Regions from separate parts of the Rattus norvegicus genome. Here region 1 is linked to region 2. The links are chromatin contacts, called in public Hi-C maps. All regions are on one chromosome and are shown on one strand. Each heading gives the region's core, a stretch centred on a gene start, on an enhancer-like site or on the middle of the called end of the contact. The rest is flanking DNA. Distances are from core to core; before and after follow the strand shown. Region 1 holds the start of D430041D05Rikl (RIKEN cDNA D430041D05 gene like). Region 2 overlaps D430041D05Rikl (RIKEN cDNA D430041D05 gene like).

Evidence for each region. A called contact is a pair of places that touch in the nucleus more often than the background predicts.
Region 1: a contact with region 2 is called in a Hi-C map of frontal cortex, with 2.6 times the contacts expected there. The contact joins the promoter of D430041D05Rikl here to the enhancer-like site in region 2. A contact is called at or near these places in 3 of 12 Hi-C or Micro-C datasets (frontal cortex, kidney and prefrontal cortex).

Annotation. Positions count from the first base shown.
Region 1 is chr3:111,234,609-111,239,525 of GRCr8, reverse strand. It overlaps D430041D05Rikl (RIKEN cDNA D430041D05 gene like), which reads left to right and starts at 2,303. Exons shown (of 21, transcript NM_001419547.1): 1 at 2,303-2,985. The coding sequence starts at 2,751.
Region 2 is chr3:111,152,874-111,157,626 of GRCr8, reverse strand. The region is part of intron 1 of D430041D05Rikl (RIKEN cDNA D430041D05 gene like); the gene reads left to right. Among named protein-coding and RNA genes, the nearest start is that of D430041D05Rikl, 82 kb to the left of the region's middle. Within about 2 kb of position 1,461, at least 1 of the 93 cell types and tissues checked has an H3K27ac peak or open chromatin away from gene starts, as enhancers often do.

The DNA.
Region 1 (4,917 bases), core at 1,054-3,553, 81 kb before region 2:
TGGAGCTCTCCCTTGTCATACCTTTCTCTGTGTCCTTAGCTCCTCTGAGAGCCATGTAGATTGGTGAGCCACCTTCCCTTTCTTCCCTTCTTTAAGGAAAAGCCCAGATGTATCCAGAACCTTCCACGAATAGGCCCGAATGCCCCTTCCTTCTTCTGTCCTATTTCTCCGTGTGTTGTTGTTGAATGAAACATGTTGTGTATGCCCAAGCCCTGCTCTCCTGCCTCCTCCTCATCCCTGCTGGGCACACTTGATCTCTGTATCTGTCTGCCAGACCTTGCCTAGATGTTGGGCCACCATCCCTGTCCCCACTTCCTCCCCAGGAATCAACACTTGCCATTCCTCCCCCGCCCCAACCTCCTCAAGACAAGGTTTCTCTGTGTAGCCTTGGCTGTCCTGGAACTCATTCTGTAGACCAGGCTGGCCTCAAATTCAGGGATCTGCCTGTCTCTGCTTCCTGAGTGCTGGGATTAAAGGTGTGCGCAACCACTGCCCGGACTTGTAGGTTCCTTAAAACAATCCCAAACAGTACAGTACATTTAACCAGAGAGCAAGGGTGATCACAAGCCCAGCAGGAAAGGATGAGTACCCCCATTCAAATGCTTTGGGGCCAGAAGTGCTGCACATTTCAGAGTTGTCTGGATCTGGGGTATTTGTGTATACTTCATTGGTTGAGTATGTCTGATCTGAAAATTTGAAGTCATTTAGTGCTCATGTCCCCAAGTCGTAATTATTACCTCATTCATTCAGTATGTGGAGATAAAGATCAAGGGACAACTCTCAGGAGTTGTTTTTCTCTTACATGTAGGTGGGTCCCAGGGATCAAACTTAGGTTATCAGTCAGGCTTGGTGGCAGGTGGCTTTGCTCCATGGACCATCCTACCAGCCCTGGGACTTTTTTTTTTTTTTTTTTTTTTTGGTGCTGATATGCAGAAAAGTTTTTCATATTTTTGAGCATTTCTGATTTTAAGAACCCGCACTACTGCATTTCAACAAATCCAAAATGCATGATAGGACATACCTGCTCTCTGAAGTTAGTGTGTAAAATGTATTTTCTGCAAAACGTGGTCTTACTGCTATCCTGGGGACACAGGTGAGGGAGAGTAAACTCTTCTCCAGAACCAAGGTCTGTCTCTCCGTCTCTGTCTGTCTGTCTGTCTGTCTGTCTGTCTGTCTGTCTCTCTCTCTCTCTCTCTCTGTGTGTGTGTGTGTGTGTGTGAGAGAGAGAGAGAGAGAGAGAGAGAGAGAGAGAGAGAGAGAGAGAGAAGAGAGAGAAGAGAGTGGGAGGGCTATATTCCATTTCTCAACATCCTCCAGTTTGCTGGGCCTGGAACACACCAGTCAGTCCAGCCCAGCCCCAGGGTTTCACCCTTATGGATCTCTTTAGATTGTTCCTCCAGCCTGCCTTGTCCCTTGACCTCCTTTTGGTCCTCTCCCGAATGTCACCTTCTCAGCGAAGCCTCTTTTCATCCTGTTTACTGCTGCTGCAATACCTCCATCCCCACTTTCCAGCATTTTACCTTACGGTTTCTCTGAGACTTTCTTTTTGCATTGTCTGGTAGTCAGTTTATTTACCTCACTGCGTATATGCCTACTGCCTGACATGGTAGCTGGCAAGCCATGGATGCTGGATGCTGGGCAAATAACTTACTGACTGAAGGGAGTTCGAAGCACCTACGAACTAGGTAGCGTGCTCAAGGGTACAGATGCAGAACAAGGGTAAGAGCAGAAGGGCAATTTAGCTGACTCTGTCCTTTCATTCCACTACGGATGGACTGAAGAGTCGGCTCTCCTATTTGGGCAAGACTTTTTGGAAATACCTGTAGTTGTCCCAAAGCTCAGTGCACTGCCTTTCTCATAGTACGGCTGTAACAACTGTTTACAATGTGTTTTATTTACTCCAGCGTTTCATTGCAAGCAGGCCACGCAGCATGCATTCTTTGGGGGTAGATCTGGCCGGCAGGAGTCTGCCAGTCCCTGAGTAGTAGTGAACAATCTGCACAAGGCTCTGCGCTCATCCTCAGAGGGCCTTTCCAAGATGCAGACCTAGCTTCCTCAGCACATTGACCCTGATATTGTCTAGTCCCTTCTGTGGTCAGAAGACTATTTCCCCGACCTTTCCTTTCCGAGATCTGGGGACCCTGGGCGGAGGGAAGTTTCCCTCAACGAGGACCTCGCTGGCGCAGGGCAGGGTTCAGGCCTGCGCGCGGGAGTGTGGGGCGCGCGGTGGTTTCGCGCGGGGATGCGCGCGCGCGCGCCTGCCTCGCCTCCCTAGCCCGCTCCGGTGCTACGTGCTTTCTTTGTCAATGAGGCGCCGCTCTGAGCTGCAGTAGCATTCGCGGCTGGAGCCGGAGTCCAGCGATCCAGTGAACCGACAGGGACAGAGACCCGGGCGCAGGGGCGGCGGCGGGCGGCACGCTGCACGAGCCAGGTCCGCGGGTCCCCACGTCTCGTAGCCTCGCGCTCGAGGTGCAGCATCCGGCCCCGGGGAGGGGACCAGGGCGCCGCCCGTCCCACCCTCGCCATACCGTGGGAACCCCCATGCAACCCCGGTACCCGCGCGCCTGAAACCCCGGCTCCGTTGAGCCCGCCTCCGACCGAGGCAGGACGAGCGAGCAGCTCGCACCTCCTGCCTCCCTCCGACTCCCGGGCCATGGCCCGAGATGCCCGGTGAGGAACGGTGCGCGGAGGGCTGGGCTCCCGGGCGCGGCGTGGAAAGAGGCAGCGGCCTGGATGTATGAACAGTCCCTATGGCTCTGCAGGAGGCGAAGCCCCAGGGCCCGAGCAAAGCTGGGCCGGCGGCGCGGGAGCCCAGGGATCGGCCCCGGGAGCCAGGGCTCTGCGGGGCGGGCGGGATCGCCGCGCGCTGCCAGGGCGTGAAGAGCTCCGGGGCCCGCGGCTCCGAGGATGTGCTGCCGCTGCGGCCGCTGCTGCTGGGACTCTTGCTGCTGGCTGCCCTCTCCGGGAACTGCCGGGCCGACTCGGGTAAGCGCTTGGCAGCGGTTCTGCGCCCGCGGCGGGGTCTGGAGCAGCTTAACCGTGTGGTGGTGGGTGGTGGGTGGTGGGCTCTACAGCACCGCTGGGCTTTTCTCTGCCCTTAGTAGTTGCAACAGCCGGCGAACTGTCAGAAATCTGTCTCTGGGAAGGCATCGTGGGCGGTGAAGAAAGAGGCATGTTCTTATCCTTTTTTTTTCCCCTGGACAAGTTGTAAATGCTTCCTGGTGGTCCCACGACCACGCTTCATTTAGCTAGACACGGCGTAGTTAGGATAGCATAAAAGGGACCTAGTGGGACGTGTTGGGATCTTTTGGGCTTCCCGTTGCTTGTACTCACTTTGTCTTAACTGCAAGGAATGACCTGAGAGTTTGAAGCAATTTCCGTGTCGAAATAGCGTTTCCCCCTTTGCTCACAACAGCCCCCCTCTTTCCTTTTGGGAATGAGGTACTTAAAATAACTGATTGCATTTTGCAAAAGGTTCAGGTATTGATCAAGTGTTCACCTATTCTTTGCAAGAGGCTTGTTGAAGAACAGTCGCACTTGGTGCTCAGATTACCAACGACCCTTCAGAAACAGAGTCCTGTAATTCCGCGGACAATTTAGTGGATCTGCTGTAACTATTTGGGCGGAATTATTTTACCGAAGTGCTTTGAAACCTACACTGCGCGGTCAGCCATGGTCTTTGAAATAAGAATCATTGCTATGACTCCCGTAAAGGGCAAGCTTCTGTGTTTGTGGTGGAATTCTAGGCTTTAGATACATTCAGCTTATCAAACACATTTTAGGTAACCGCTTTCTGTAGTGTTGCAGCTTTGAGTGAGAACCAAGGAGAACCGCCCCTCACCCGCACCCCTACGTGCCCAGGTGTGCCCTCTCTCCCTATCAGATTGAAGGTCCCAGTGTTGAAGGAGCTCATACCAGTTTTGAGTTGAGTGTTCTGGTTGGCTATATCTGTATAACTGTTTAATTTTCCTTTGATTCACTTAACAGTCGCTGACAAGAGTGGTCTGGGTGTTATGGAATTTCTGTTGTGATTCTTCCTAGTAGTTCCAAAGTTCAGTAAATGACCTCCTAGGGACTCCAATCCCCTGCTTTATGTATGTGGCACAATGCTGAGAGGGAAGTCATAAGGAAGTCCCTTGGTAACCACTGGCTCAGAATCACAGAGGTTTTGGTTAATATGCGTCCAATTCTTGATAGTTCTGTAAACCATTTGAGAGCTCTCCCCTCTTGGATGCTGCTCCTTTGAGTGCAGAGTCTGAAAACTGTTCAGCCATCTGTGACGTGTGAAATTTAGCCTCCCTGTATTGCCCCATTCAGCCCCCCGTCAGCCCATTTTCTTTGACGGGGTTGGGGATTTCTGATCTCCCTTCCAGCCTCTGTATTTGGCTCCTTCTCAGTCTCGGATTCTTTGCTTGGCTCATCGTCCAGTCAGCTAGAACCTTCCCTAGGGGACTTGTCACCTTCATCTTTTGGTCTTAGTCTGGGACACCCCTCCAACCTAAGCCTGGATAGACAATCAGAATGAAAGTGAATGCCATTGAGGTAGTTGTTCTCTGAGGCCCTTTATTTCTTCCCTTCTCGTTAGAGTTGGTTTCACTGTGCTTTTGGGGTACCTTCTCTACTGTTACCCTTGATGCTCAATTTTCCATGGGCAAGACCACCTGTGGCTCCACTGTCTGCCTCTGAGCTTTGCAGCATCCTGTGGCTTTACAGCAGATTCCATTCTCATGACTGGCTTATTGATGGCAGAGTGAACACTGGGCATCCAGTCTGACCTTACCACTTCTTTCATATGTTCTGGGTCTCATACAGGACATCTGGAGAAGTTGGTGGGAGAAAGCACTGTCAGGAGGGAAATGGGAGGGCGGGGGCACTCTTTCTGGGGACATTAGACTTTCCACCAGCCACCTTGTCTGG
Region 2 (4,753 bases), core at 212-2,711:
CAGCATAACAATGTCTATTATGTAACAAGGATCTATGGTAGGCCCAGCTCTTTCCACACATGCTCAGCACAGCACACTTATACACACCGCCACTTATACATGACTACAAAGAGCTTCACCCAAACGTTCGAAGCACTGAGGCAGGTGAGTGATAATCTGGAACTTGAGCAATTAAATTATTTGGCTCTGAAGCTTGGCCCCTCCCTCCGCACCAGCCTGCCCACTGTGGCACGCAGGCATCTGGGAGCACTGAATTTGTAGGTATGCTCTGGACGTTTAATCCTACCTCATGCCTGAACAGCCAAATGGCTTACACCTGTGCAGCCTCTGTTCCCAAAGGGCCTGAGTGTCACTGCTGTTAAATGAATTACATGGTAAGGATAATCTACCCAAATAGTAAAATCCACCAACATTTATTTATAGGGCATGCACCGTATGCCAGATGTGCTGTCTTTTGTGTGAACTCTGTAATTCATAACAGCCCTTGGAGGTAGATATCACTAAACCTCTCATTTTGCAGACATGTTTCTACTGAAGCATGTAGAAAATTCACTTGTCTAGGGTCACCCAGCTAGAGAGTCCTCCAGCTGGCTTTAGAGCCTAGGCCGAGCTAAGACTTTACTTAGCTGTCAGTCTAAAAGGCTGAAGAAAACCGGATTCCCTCTTACTGGTTCATGATGACTTAGCCTCTACCAAGCTGGATCCAAAACCATGGAGATTTTTCTAAAGACTGAATGGTGTGTGCTTAATTCCAGAGAATGCCTGGATCATTTAGCATGCTGCCAGTTCCTAGTTAAAAATCAGAAGGCTGTGTAGACAGTTTACCAATCAGCAGGGTATTTGGATAGCCGTCAGTAATATGTAGGAAAGGCGGTTTATGTCATATTACATACTTCTTTGGACACTTGCTTTCCTCCATGGGTTAGATTGGACTGTAAGGTGACTTTCCTGGCTACATGATCTTTGTCAGGGAAAGTGGTCTTCGCCAGTGTATGTTCATACATTGGCCTCCTAACTGCTCCTTGGAAGTCTCAGTAAAATCTTCTGTATATATCCCTGTGCAACATCAGTTTTGTACTGGGGCGAGCTTTCAATTTCCTGAGAAAAGAGTTGTTTTTTTTCTCAAATAATTATTATGACCAACCTATGTCTGTCTTTATCATCATGCTGTGCATATTTTCACTCTATTCGCCAGGAGACAGCGCTGGGCAGACAGTGCCTTCGGTGGTTAGAGAATTGAGCTCTCCGAGTATTAGACCAGTGTACTTGTGGCGTTCCTCATCCCTGTAACAAAATACTTGGAGGAAGCCACTCAAGGAAGGAAGTTGGCTCATGGCTTGAGTGGAAGGAAGGCATGGGGATGAACGCAGCTCTGGGTGCCACAGAGCGTGAGGCATCTAAGCACACTGCATCCGCAGTCAGGAAGCAGAGAGAGATGCGAGCAGGCACCCTGCTCTCTTGCTCTCTCTTTTCCTCTCTTGTCAGTCTGAGACCCCAGCCCATGGGATGATGCTGACAGTGTGGATCTAGCTGCTGGCCTTCCTCAGTTCAACCTCTCTGGACATAGCTAGAGGTGTGATTCTACGTACAGTCAAGTTGACCCTGAAGCTCAAACACCATTCCCAGTCCCTTCCTGTACTGACCTCCGGCAAGGTCCTTCTTCGTTTTGCAGTTTTCTTTCACATATAATGAAAGTCAATGTTACATTTGCTTGATTCTCAGACCCACGTTCTTTAAGCATTTTTTTAACATCTCCGAAAGCCAAATGTTCATCATGGTCTAATTAACACATCTTTTTCTTTTGAATGATGCCTTACGTTTATCTAAATGCAGTACCTCCCTCTTCGGGCTATTCTAAGGACTATGTGAGGTACCATATATAAAAACCACTTGGCACATGAGCGTCATGAAATGCCATTGCCTTCCCTTTTCACACCCAGTCCCCGGAACCACACTCACCCTTGCCGTTGACTCATGGTTTCGCTCTTAGCCATTCTCCCCTTTATAGTTAAACTTCATTTGTTTTGTTTTAGCCAGGGCAAGAAATTTGCAGAAAAAGAAGTGGATGGTATGCTCAAAAATATTAGTGATGGCTACCACCAAACCACCCAGAATCATACATAATAAAAATGCCAGCACTACTGAAAAGGAACAACCAAGTCCACACCATGTGTCTAAGTTGACCAGGAAGAGAAGTGACAAGCATCTGTCTTTAGGCTAAGCTAAGGGCTACCACAGAGGATTGACTTAGTTTAAATCAAGGATTATTTTTCTGGTTGATAATCATAGACCACAGAGAACTTGACCCTTTTTCTGGCTGGGTAAGTATGGCAAAGAAGATTGTCTCATGTTAGCTTATATTACTGTCTCTCGAATCTGGCCCAAACAGTGTCTTTTCTCTTTAAACAATTACTTTATTCTTCTTATTTAGTAGCTCAGTAGCTGCTGATAGGATCATGTCAACTCTACCAGTTGTTGTTTTGAAACAGGGTAGTGTGTTGCAGAGGACTTTGAACTTCTCCTGAGTGGGATTGCAGTCAAACCCACTAGGCTTGGTTTATTTGGTGCTGGGGATTGAACCCAAGGCCTCTGCATGTTAGGGAAGCCACCTCCCTAGTCCCTGCCCATTGTGATAAGTAGGAATTTTTGAAAAGTCTCCAGTTTGCTCCAGGGAAATGTTAGAACCATTTTCTCTCCATGGGCTGTATTTCTGGAGCTTTGTGCTAGTGCTATGTGGGAAGGGGCTGAATCAATAGAAAGGACAGAGACATCTAGACTCCATGGACTGTACTCTTCACTACTCTGACTCACAGCCATTCCTTCATTCATTCAACCAACCAACAAGCATTTATTGTCCACTGTGTGTCAGGTATCACGATGCGCCTCAAATATACAAAAAACAAGTTAGATTCTGTCTCCCTTCACATCCTTGTTAGTGATAAATCATAGCATGAATGCCGGCCGAGCGCTCTCTTTCTCTGTTTGTCCCTGTGTGTGCCTTTCTCTCCTTCTCCCTCTTCCCACACATCCCCCCTCTGTGTGCACCTGCACCATTTCTCTGAGTGCCATTCACCTCATGACATATGTTAGCATCCCCAGTCCCTGTCCCTGTTGTTTTTCTTTAACATTGTTTTCTACACTGCACTGCGTTCTTTTTCCAGATACACATCTGAGTAGATCATCTTCCTGCCTCAACTTTCTGATGACTTCTGACAGCTTTATGGCAAAGCCTGAACTTCTCACCAAGGCTTTTGAGTTTCTTTGGGTCCTCATAATTCCCCCTAATGTGGCGAGCTCAATGAATTCTGCTACATGGGATTTCTATGATGCTGTCAAGTTTCAGCCCAGCCTTCTTAATCCAGACTTTGCTCTGCGCTCTGCTCCCACAGCTTTGATTGAGCTCTATGAAACTTCTCGCAAATCTCAAACAGCCAATGTGGCTCTATGTGCTTCTGGGCCATGGACCTCTATCCCACATGGTCTCGTTTGAGACAGCTTTCTCCTCCTCCCCTTCAGCTCTCACCTGTCTTCTTCCCTCGGTCACTTCACATGGGAAGAGTTCTCTGGCAGCAAAACCTAGTGAGGAAGTCCTGCTGTTTGCTTCTATCCCTCATGAATGACTCAGGTATCACATTTCTTACAGAGTTTTCCAATCGCTCAGAGTCTCATCTCCTATAGAGATCTCCTAATGGGCAGGCGCTTGGCCTGATCCCGCATGGACTCTTCAGCAGCTGGCTCCTTGATGTCACACATAATGGGAGCTTGGCAGACGTCAATGCATGGATAGATCACAACTTCATAATCAATATGAGGCAACTAGGAACTCAGTATACTACTGTACACATATTCATTGAAAAATGATTAGCTATTTCTTCTTCTTCTATTGTTTTTTTTATCGATAACTTGATTGGCTGACTCCTGACAATCAATTCATACAAGAGTACTAGGTGATAAATCCAGGAAGTCTAGGCCATTAGAGGAAGAAGTAAGGGGTGGGCAGCCTCAAATTTATCGAGATGCCAGTGTCTTTTGTTTTATAATCAAGTGTGTTGTGACTCTTACTAATGAGACAGCTCAAATGTTTCTGTGGACAAGCACAAGAGAGTGACTGAGCATCAGAGGCAAAGCTTCAGTGTCAAAGAAGGAATAGGAGTGGTGTGTGCCCTGCTAGGCCAACCTCAGTTACAACAGGTTAGTGGATTAGTTTGGCATTTGTAGAGGCAGTACCTGGAGAAGAGGGGAGGGCAGCAGTGAGGAGCCCTGCCTGACGCTCCAGTAGTGTTTCCTGGATACACAACAGAGTCTCCAACATTGGATCTACCAAGTGGTGTAGCCCACACGTTTTGTCTTCATTGCTTTCGCTGTCTGGGCAGTGACAGAACCGGCTCTGGTTTCTAGATCATCTCGAATGAGATTAGCGTATAGATGTGTAACGTATAGATGTGTATGCAAACGCACACAGGCCACAGCAGTCCTGTGCTTACTCTCACCTTCCATTTACGTGAGGCAGGCTTTCTGTCATGTACTGCTGCATGCTCCAGGCAAGCTGGCTGTGGGCTTCCCACTGCCTGCCTTCTTGCTGGAGGAGTGCTGGGGTTACAGGAGCAGACAGCCTTACCCGGCTTTTACAAAGGTCCTCTGCCTCTCATGGAAGTGTTTTAACCACTGAGCCATCTTGCTAGCCGGAATGGAGGGAAAGTGTAATGGTGGCTTCTGCAGAGACGAGAGGCAGCCTGGAAGTCCGGTTGGCTTG